Regions from separate parts of the Mus musculus genome. Here region 1 is linked to region 2. The links are chromatin contacts, called in public HiChIP or PLAC-seq maps. All regions are on one chromosome and are shown on one strand. The core of a region is the stretch at or near the end of the contact, and the rest is flanking DNA. Distances in the headings are between cores, read along the strand shown.

Region 1 (5,053 bases), core at 2,517-5,016, 250 kb after region 2:
GAGTTAAATCCTAGGGTGTTTTGTCTGCTACAAGCTATGTCATCATCATCATCCAAGGAGCTGGTAGGGCTGAAGGAGAGAGCACCTGCTTTCAAAAAGGAAGGAAGGAAGGAAGGGAGGGAGGGAGGGAGGGAAGGAGGGAGGGAGGGAGGGAGGGAGGAAGGGAGGGAGGGAGGGAGGGAAGAAGGGAGGAAACACGGATTCCCCAGAATACCTGTGTCATCTGCTTAAGCACTAGGGACATGAGGCTCTGCACTGGAGTCCTTCCCTTTGAAACAGCATCACACTCTGTTAGCCAGGGCTAGCCTTGAACTTACAATCCTTCTGTCTCCGTACTGACATTTGCAAGTATACACCCTCGGGCCCACTATGTTTGGATTCTGGGGTGGGTCCTGGGAGCTGCCTTCTGGGGGCTCTAGGGATTCTCCACCTGTCTTAAGTTTACATGTATGGGCTCAGCTATGATGTAGAAGACGTGAAAACCTATGATTTACCATCAGGCCTGCTTGTCCCCTCTGCTTAGAGCAGGCATTTTCTCATTGTGCAGAGCCAGGGCCGGGGATGTAAGTCACCTCATGGGCAGCATTGCTGCAGCTCACGGATGGGGGTGGATGGGCTTTGATTTCAGCCAGCAGCTCCTCAGCACGCCCAGCCCAGCATGCCTGTCCTGACCAGAAGCATCCTGTGGAGATAGAAAAACCCCCAAGACCCAAGAAAAATTAACTACCTGAGCCTCATTTGGATGGGGGATGTTTACAGTGGTATTGAACCTGGGGCTATCCCTGAGTTCAAATCCCAGCACTAACAGTTACTGGTGTTAGTAGATTTTAATTAGGTATTTTCCTCGTTTACATTTCCAATGCTATCCCAAAAGTCCCCCATACCCACCCCCAGTAGATTTTTTTTTTTATGGTTTGGAAACATGTTATAGCTCCCTCTCCCTTGCCTCAGTTTCCTCTCTTGCAACACAGGAGAAGGTGGTACCTGCCTCACAGGGGCACCACGCACATACAGATGAGGCCTTATTAAAACACGGACCACCCACCTGGAAGTCCTTCCTAATATCCCCTACTGTGCAGGCAACTCAGCCACCACTCACCCTGTGATAGATCTGCTATGCTGTACCACCTGGTACTGGCACAGGACCCTAAAGTGAAGGGACTGGTCCTCTCTATACACAAGGCCTGGTACTTCATAGATGAGTTTAAGTCCTGAAAGGAAAAAGAGAAAAATCCTAGTGAGGCTGGCCTTGTTTATCCTTTAAAATATGTATGGACAGACACTGAGCACAGAGAGGTTCAGTCATTTGAAGACAGTCACACAGCTCGCAGGGGTAGAAACTCTGTCTACAATGAATCAACTCTTTTACTGTTCCACTGAAATGCTTCCTGAAGAAAAGACTGTGAGTCAGTTACTCCTCCTCCAGCAGTAAGTGGATGACTAGAGTATGACTGGAGAGCCCCATCACCAAGGGTCCCGTTCCTCGGTCTCCTGCAGCACCATCTGCTCTATTGACTTTGCATTTGTTTTCAATGGTGCACATGACAACTTAACTGCAAGTTGGGGGGAGGGTCCTTCTCCTCTAGCAGCCTCAGTGATCTGGTCCACAAGGTGGACGTGGGTTCTTGAGTAACCTAGAACTGAAGCTCCGAGGAGCACAGGCAGTCTGGGGGACCACCCGGGACTCTACCACTCCTGGCATGTGCCCTCCCCTACTTCATGCCCAAATTCCTAGTAGTCCACATGGACTCTGACAGCTGGGGGATGGGGGGACAATCTGCAGAGGGAGCCCTGCCCAGCAGCAAATGAGCCTCAGCTCCAGCCAGAAATCTGGCCCCGCCGCTTCCCGCACTCTCCCTGGGGAAGAAAGCACAGTGATTAATGGAGTTCTGACTCAGAGCTGCTGGGGGATCCAGGAGATCATAGGCACAGCTGGCCCACTAGGAAGTGGGCTGGGCTATGTGGCATCCATGCAGATGAAGGATGAGGGTCCAGGATGGCAGGTGTGCAGTGTGGCAGCCTCCACTATGCCAGGGATCCAGTTAGCTGGGGACACCTGGGCTCCCAGCAGGGCTTGGAGTCATGCAAGGTAACCAGGAGTCTCCTCAGGAGAGACCTAACCTGGGCCCATCTCCAGAATAAGGTGATTTCTGAATGAGTGGCTGCAGGCCAGAACTAACATGAAACTGAATTGGGAAATGTTTTCCCAGCAAACACCACTGCCACTGGTTTTCAAATTTTCATTGTCTGAGAAGCCATTTAAAATGTCGTATCTTGTATGAAATGATGATTTAATGATCAGGATAAAGCGAGTTTATTCTTTAATCTTTTTTTAAGTTTCAATCTTTAAAATGGATTTATTATGAAAGTTCACACATAGAGTAATAACTATGCTTTGATTTACAAAACTTTGACATTTTAGACTAGGGATCCACAAGCTAAGACCTGTGGCCACCGCCTGATTGTGTAAATAAAGCTTTATTGAAAAACATGCTGTTCGTTCACATGCACAGCAGCTTTGGCTGCTTCCGCCTATCTACCCTCAAAGTCTGAGCAATAGACTCTGGCCTTTCGCAGCCACTGTGCTGACTGCAGTCCTAGGCATCCACGATCTTTCTTGTCAGCTGCAGCTTCCCCGTGGCCTTCTCTTGTCTTGGTTGGCTTGCTAAGGATTAAGAATTAAGGAATTCAAAGGTTAGAAGATGGATAAATCACTTGTCCCAAAGGCACAAGGACCAGAGTTCAGAGCCCCAGCACACATGTAAAAACCTGGGCAGGTGTGTGGCCACCTGTAAAGCAAGCGTTTGGAAGGCAGAGACAGGGACTCTCCTTGGCAAGATGGCTAGCTACACTAAGCAGACTCGGCAAGTTTCTGATTCACTGGGAGACCCTGCCTCAGTAAACAAAGTGGGAAGTATCAAGAAAGACAGATGACACCCACGTAGGGCCTCTGCATACTTCACACATACACGTACAAGTATACACACACACACACACACACACACACACACACACCATGAAAAAAAGGTTAAAACTAGGAGGCTGGAAACCCTTAGTGGTTAAAGCACTTGTGCATGCATGAGGTCTGGAGTTTAGGTCCCCAGAACCCATGGGAATGTCAGTGAGTGTGGCAGCCCCTTACGTAATTCCAGCCTTGGACAGTGGAAATGGGATCCCATGGGCAATCTGGTTAGTGAGATTAGCCACCTTGATGGGCTCTGGTTTTGATGGAGAGATTCTACTTCACTGAATGAGATAGAAAAGTGACTGAAAATGATTTTTGATGTCAATCTTGAGCCTCTGTATGTGTGGCTACACACATATAAATACACACACACATACACAGAGAGAGAGAGAGAGACAGAGACAGAGAGAGACAGAGAGAATTACAAAGAAAACAATCCAAAGTCATTTCAATAGAAGATATAAGGGTTGCATTTTCCACTGTGTACTCATCTGTGCTATGGGGCATTCCACGTGGACTACAGGAGTTCCGGTTTGCATCATCAACAGTATCCAACAGCTGTTTGAATTCCTTCTTGCTACAAATGCCATTCAGACAGGAGGCCCACACTCTCCATACTTGGGAACTTAACCTTGTGGCTCTGTCCCTTGTCAATGCCTGTGTAGACTTTCAAACCTATAGATTCAATCCTGAATCTATCCAGCAGAACAAAGGCACCCAGGAAAGAGTTCAAACTCATCTCAGCCCTGTAGGTCAGTCTTCCCTGACCCCATTCCAAAGTGCATCCCAGCCAGCCTAAGCTGGGGACGCTTTCCCAGTGCTGCAGTGCACTGGGGAATGTGTTAAAACTGGTCCACTTTCTGGAACAGTGCTGATAGGAGCCAAAATGTATTTTTAGCATTTATGCTGTAGTGATTGGAGAGCCACCTCTGAAAGGGCTTTAGTGGAACACAGTCTGAGACTGCCCTCAGCAAGAATTGGCTGCTCTTATTCCACTGCTTAAGGATAATGGAAGAGTAAAAGGATGCTGAGTGTCCTGTTGAGAGGCCTAAGGGAAGGGAAGGAGAGGTAGAGGAAGGGAGCGAGAGATCGTGGGAGCAATGGGCAGAGAGTCAAGTCCAGTCTTCCAGCAACACCAGAGGCCCTGTGACTCCTAGCAAGGCTTCTAATGTCTCCAAAGTTAAGCTCTCCAGCTGCCTTCATGACTTACAGCTGCCCACAGAGGGCAAGGTGCAGATGCACTTGGGGACAGATGACAATGCACAGAGATAAGGAATGGGGACATTAACAGCCTCTTCTGGTACACCTGTCAGGGCCCCACTGGCTATGTAGAAGGTCATGCTGTATCGAAGGGAAAGGAACAGCTTCCCTTGGAGTTCCCAAGCTGTTCCTTCTGTATGCATTTCCATCCCCCCCCCCACACACACACACTGTGCCCTTCCTCCATGGAGTCAGGGCATTAGGAACCTTTGCTACAGGGTTCTGAGGAACCCTGCCTTCATGTCTGCTCTGATTGTACGTGCAGATTTAAGAGCCTCCAGGTGGGGTGGCATCTGTCACCTCTGCACCCCAAGTGGTGCTGCAAAGGTTTCTGGGGGGTAGTTAGTGAGCACAGGTCATTGGATACAATGATCTGTGAATGTGGATGCTTTACAAGTGATGAAGGGACAGGTGTCAGGGTCTAGAGAAGAAGGAGGTGGGCTAGGGATTGGGCAGTAGCTCCAAGCATTTAGCCAAAGCCCACAGAGCCAGGAATAAAAACCAGGAGTCCTGACTTCCAGACCAGCTGCTGTTGCCTCCATGGGTGTGAGGAAGGGAAGGCCAGGCCTGGTGGCTTGGGACACTGTGGACTAGCGAGTCCACCCCCTCCCCACAGAGAAGACATTTTTAGGTTTTGAAGAGATGACCTCATGTTTTTCTTATTTACATAGCCTGGATTGTTTATGTAGTCATTTAAAAATAACCAATGTGTACTAAGCTTAGTCTTTGCTCTCCAGGCTCTGGTGGAAGAGCCACTGTGTGGGGAGAGACACCTTTTTATCTAAGAAAGGGACAGCCTTGTTTCCCAGGACAGACGGGGGCAGAACA
Region 2 (5,571 bases), core at 2,456-4,955:
CTCCCTCTCTGTGTCTCTCTCTCTGTTCTTTTATAGGTAAGTGATGAAATCGGTAGCAGGTGATGTTACAGAAGAGAGGGAATACTACATATTTAAATCATTTGACTCTCATTTCTCAAAATGTTTAATAATTATGTGCTGTCAATTCTGTACTCGACTTTACATTTTACCTGGCTTCATTCCACATTACATTTCTTACATAATAACCTCTCTTTGTGTGAGTTCATTTTCCTGGCCTGTTTTCACCCTTGCTTAAGCAGAGATCTTCAAGTTACCTACAGAAGCTTTTCTTAATAAAGGGTATGCCAGTGATGCCCTGTCTCTATTTTATCGTCACACAGAGGGCAATGCTAGTGTGACAGCTAGTGTGGTTTCAGTGCATTTCTTTGGAGTCCCCAGTAAGCATTGTGCGGGTGTATCTGTGAGCCGCATTTTAGAAGGGGACCAGAAAGTCATTCTGAGTTTATTTCTTTTACGCAGTCAGCTCCTTCTCCCTTCTGAGTACGTTTGTGGTTGTGTCTCTTTGCTCTTGGGGTTCTGCATCTCTGAATGTGTTTGCTTGCTCAACAACGCTGCTGCCAGCACACCTTGTGACCTGCATCCAACTCTTCAGCTGAAGGGGACAGCCTTTTGCTTCTGTGTTTCTGCTTCTCCTTGGTGCTGCTATTCCTTCAGAACTCCTGCTGGGTAATCCCAACCCCTTTGCACATGCTCTGTGCTTTATCTGGTTACTGAAGTCTTTTATCCTTCGTGTGTGTGTGTGTGTGTGTGTGTGTGTGTGTGTGTGTGTGTGTGTGTGTGTTCCTGTGTGCATATGTGGAGTATTTTTAGTGGCCTCCAAGGGAGCTGCTACCTACCCTGCCTGCTCCTCCTCATTTTTAGTTCCTACTTATATCAGGAACAAAATTCCCAATTTGCAAAGAAGCTCTGAAAAAGCTTCCGTTTCTAGCCATTCTGTCTTTAGTGAGCTGGTCTTGCTCCCCATGACCTGATCTGTCTCTGCATTTCTTTATACCCATAAACGTCCTCCAGCCTCCATCTTCTGAGCCTGAACCTTCTAGGACCCTTTCCTGGGAACCTATGCAATGACTTCTTCAAGGTCTGTGCAGAATCTTCACAAACTTTCCTGCCCCGCACCTCACGACTCTGAATCTTTTACTCTTTCAAATGCCTACATCTTGATGGTACAATCCTTTGGTTTCCACTAGGACCACTGACATTTTGGTCACATAAGTGGTTTTTTGGGGGGGGGTAATGAACAAGAAAACATAGGAGCCCCCTTTATCATTCACCAAACCAATGGCCTATATGTGGAATTAGGGGAGGAGTCTAGAGCTTCTAGCTAGAGAGATGGGGCTTAGCATTGGCAGAGAACAGGATGAGGTATGACTGAAGTGTGGAGCTGAGTTGCTTTAAATCTGCAGAAGACAAGGCTCCTGTGGGTCTCTACAAAGACAACTGAGTCTTAAAAAGCTGTGGGCTTCAGAGTGCATGAAGGCCAAGCAGGGGCAATTGAGAGCTGGGCCCTTAAAAGAGATTTGGAGAGGGCCCAAATCTCCTTCTGAATTCCTGACAGCTTGACCATATTATGATTCTTGCTTGATGCTGTAGTGTTAGAGGGAGAGGAGCAGCAGAAAATAAAAATTGTTTTCTCGAGTCTTCCTGATTTTTTAATGTGAAGAAAGAATGCTTTCGTCAGGAACTCTTCCTGGATCTTTCACCAGGGATAGAGACATCTTTCATTTTTTCACAACATGCGGCTCCTCTTCCTTTAACACCACAGTGGCAGACACTCCTGCCTCCTTTGCACCCCCCCCCTCCCCAGGTCTGGGTAGAAGAGAGGCTTTGAGAAGAGTGACAGGCTCCCTGTGGTAGGTCTGTGCCTTGTCACCAAGCCTCCTAAGCTCAGGTCTGTGGTAGCCACAGGAGAGCTAGCTCCATGCTGTGTGGCTGGTGACATTTCCGGCTGCCAGTGCCCAACCAATCAGTGACAGACTCAGCTAGCCAGGACGATGACACATGAAATATGATAATTTTCTCTAAAGAGTCTGGGAGGGGAGGGGGCTGGTTTTGGCTGGGAGGGTGAGGCAAACAGGGCTAGGTAAGAGAGAGCCAGGCATGGGTTTCAGTGGTCTGCCTGGCAGGACCAGAAGAGGAAATGAGAGCTGGGGCTAGAGCTGGAGGGACCTGTCCTAGAGTGGCCCTAGGCACAGAGTGATGGAGGAGCCTGCTGATGGTCAGGAGCAGGAGGCAGGTAGCATGCCCGGGATGATCCTCTGGGGCTCTTGGCTTGAAATAAGGCTCTTCCTTTCAAGTAAGAGTAAAGTTACTTTTTGTTTTTTCTCAGTGGTACCTCTTTAAAAGCTAAAACAAAACTGGATTAGATGCCATCTGGGTGGCTGAAGTAGTTGGCATGCACAGTTTAGGCTGGGGGTGGTTTATCTCCCTGCACTGTTGTTCAACCTTCATGCTCAACTTTGTTCCAACCTCCCCCCCCCAGACCCCGCCCCCCCCAAAAAAGTTAAAAACAGAACAATGACAGCAATGAAACCTTGCTAACAAAAATGTAAAGAGGAGCCAGATCAGAATAGTCAAATACCAAAGCCCAGGTGGCAGTTTCAATTTCCGATGTAAGTAGAAGAAAACCTGTCCTAGAACGGGAACTGGGGCTGAATCTCAAGGTGGATCAGAAATGGTGCCAGAACCATCCTGTGGGCTGGGAACACCTTTCAGTTCCCTGAGACTTGGGCAGGGCAGGGCAGGGCAGGGCAGGGCAGGGCAGGGCAGGGCGGGGCAGGGCAGGGCGGGGCGGGGCGGGGCGGGGCGGGGCGGGGCGGGGCAGGGCAGGGCAGGGAGGCATGCTCTGGGATTAAGCTGGAGGTGGAGGGTGAGCTTCAGTAGACACTTCACTGCCTTCAGCAGTGACACTCTGGCCCTTCAGGAGCAATAAGGGACCCCAGAGGGGTGACCCCTGTTTTGAAAAGTCTGCCGAGAGTCTGACCTATTAAACATGAATGTTTAGAAGTGTTCATGTGCAGTGCTATTCATCATTGGGAAGCCCATCATGCAACAAACATGTGCTTCGCATATATCCTGTATTTGCATATGTTTCTCCCACCATGTAATGTATTATCCATGTGTGCAGATATATGGATGTCAATGAACATTGTTACTGCCTGCTATTTGCCCTGTGTGGCAATAGGCCTGGTGCTGCCTGCCTTCTTTCAGTATTCCCAGCCATGCTATTCAAGTGATAATTGGTGTACTGTATCTTTAAAAGGTTAAAACCCCTTAAAAAAAAAAAAAAAAAAGGTCTGGACTCCTAGTGGAAAAGACAAGCGGGGCATGGGTTGGCTCTGGATTCAGAAAGCAGCTGCTGATTAGATTCTGTGTCTGCGGGCTGAATTTATTCCGTGTTTCCAGCAGGAATTCAAGAGGGATGCTTCTGTTTGGGTTTCTGATCGTGATTTATATTTATTCAGAGGAATAACAGAGGGTGGATCTGTTCCCGGCGCGAGCATGCTCACCACCAGCCGACTCTCCCATTATCCCCCTGCCTAGTTTGGTGCTCCAGTGTACATGAGTATTCCGTGTGCATATGTGTGTATACAAACACGCATGCACGCCTGGATGGACAGACATACGCACAGGTTATTTCTTAAGAGCAATTCCTTCAATAAGGTCTTTACCCCTTACTTGAAACAGGTGTTTATGAAAAAAAATGCACAATATCCCGACTGACCGGAATAATTGAAGAAGGGTGCTGGATCCGTGGGTCAGAGAACACACAGGACCAGCTTGCTACCCCAAGGCTGAAGGTAGGGGACTCTGGGTTTTTATTCCGCGGATGGATTCCTTGCGCTTTATTTTTCCCTGATTGTGTTTTCTCCCGCGGCCGCCACCGGGAAGTGCCACAGTGCTGGGATTCCATTTTGTCGCTGCCTTTCTCACGCCAGGTGTCTGGGTGGCGGGGCTGGCAGGGTGGCCACAGTGTGCGCGGTGGTCTGCGCGCTCGGCCTGGCTGGGGGAGCGCGAACCTCAAGTGACCCCCGCGCGTCAATCACTCGCAGCCGTGGCTGGGCTGTAACCCTGTGCGCGCCGCGCGCCCCCCGCGATAGCTCGGCTGCGTTGCGCTGCAGACCTGGCTCCTGGGCCAGGCTGCTGCTCTAGGAAGGGTCAGGCCCCAGAGATGTCTATTAAGTGCTTGGTAGAAGGATCATTTTGGTCTGATGCTGGGTGCCAGGACCGAAGGGAGAGATTTTTCTCCCTGCTCGCAATCCTGCCACCCCCTGAAAACGATTCCACGGGGGTGGGTGGGGGGTGAGGGGAGAATCACACCTTGTCAGTCCTCTCCCCAAAGCACACTACACCACACCAAACTGAAGTGGGAGTGGGGGTTGGGGGAATGTCTTGCCCTGTCACTAATAAAGCAGGTGCCCCTTCCTAGATGTCCCACATTTCACCATATTTTAAAATGGGAACACTGCTGGTGACAAACGGCCCCTGGGGAGGTGATGGGCAACCAGACTGGTGGCTGGGACAGAAGTAGTGGAGTAGAGGAACTCAGAGATCTGTATGGACTTCCTTGAAGCTGGCTGGTTTGGTTTATACTGCTTGTCAGGGTCAGGACCCTTTCTGTGGCTTGACCTGCCCTTGAACTTTGGGGACAATGTTTGCACAAGAGCCTGCTGGCTTAGAGGAGTGGTACTGTGGTCCTCTTTGTGCTTTGCATCTCAAAAGTTCTGGCAGCCTTTGGTTTTGCAAGGCGGTAGCCAGGTGCCCCGGAGATATCAGGCATGTTTTGATTTTTTTTTTTTTAACCCAGGCTTGCCTTCTGTTGTTGGGGTGGGGGTGGGGAGTGGAGGGATGGGAGAATGAGAACAAGGCATTTGTTGAACTAACCTCTACAGAAGTGTTCTCCAACCCATGTTTATGTAATTATGTAATCCCAACTAATGATCAGACCCAGTGCCCAAATACTAGCATCAGCCCTCTGCACTCAAGTTGGGTGCTTTTGTTGTTTATAATGTCTTTATGTAATTATGTGTGGGATGACAGCAGGAAGCATGTGGGGACAAGGAAGAATCATTTGAACAATTTGAGGGTCAAGAACACAGGCAAAGAGCAGGATTCTTGCTTGAGGACAGAGGTCTCAGAATTGGGTTGGTGTTGATCTCAAACTTTCCCACTGATTTCTGCCCAGGTGATGCTTGTCTGAACTTTGTGTTGTAATCTCACCCCTCTCTGTTCATGGAGAAGGATATAGCCACCTCTGCGGGGCCCTCAGGTTCCTAACTCAAGAGGATAAAGGACACTGGGTCTAGGGTAGCCACTTAGGTGCCTCCAGAGGAAGGGCCAAAGAAAAGTCTGTCCTGCTCGCTGTGGAGAGTTTTTCTCTGGGGTGGAGCGAGCCCCATGTTGGTGGATCTGCTTGAGTGCAGCCTTGGGAGCTGGATGCCCTTTCCATCCTTGCATTGCAATATTGGAGGTTTTACAAGGTAGGAGGATAGCTGTCCTGTGAGGAGCTCTGCAGGCAGGAGAGTTTAGTTCTCCCTTCCACCCAACTCTGTA

The links. HiChIP or PLAC-seq counts read pairs in DNA pulled down with a chosen protein or histone mark.
Region 1: an H3K27ac HiChIP or PLAC-seq map of heart atrium shows a contact between it and region 2, with 8 times the contacts expected there. The contact joins the enhancer-like site here to the promoter of Hivep3 in region 2. A contact is called at or near these places in 1 of 15 datasets of contacts at CTCF or cohesin (the NIH/3T3 cell line), 1 of 484 Hi-C or Micro-C datasets (nephron progenitors), 6 of 115 datasets of contacts at active chromatin or transcription factors (embryonic basal ganglia, embryonic forebrain, embryonic hindbrain and 3 more) and 1 of 9 other capture datasets (macrophages).

Annotation. Positions count from the first base shown.
Region 1 is chr4:120,065,580-120,070,632 of GRCm38.p6, forward strand. All of the region lies in intron 3 of Hivep3 (human immunodeficiency virus type I enhancer binding protein 3), which reads left to right. Gm36215 (a long non-coding RNA gene) reads right to left here. Exons shown (of 3, transcript XR_376605.4): 2 at 1,100-1,211; 3 at 1-682. Among named protein-coding and RNA genes, the nearest start is that of Gm36215, 6.6 kb to the right of the region's middle. Within about 2 kb of position 3,767, at least 13 of the 459 cell types and tissues checked have an H3K27ac peak or open chromatin away from gene starts, as enhancers often do. A contact at or near this core is called in heart atrium, where this site is marked.
Region 2 is chr4:119,810,973-119,816,543 of GRCm38.p6, forward strand. It overlaps Hivep3 (human immunodeficiency virus type I enhancer binding protein 3), which reads left to right and starts at 3,706. Exons shown (of 9, transcript NM_010657.3): 1 at 3,706-3,818.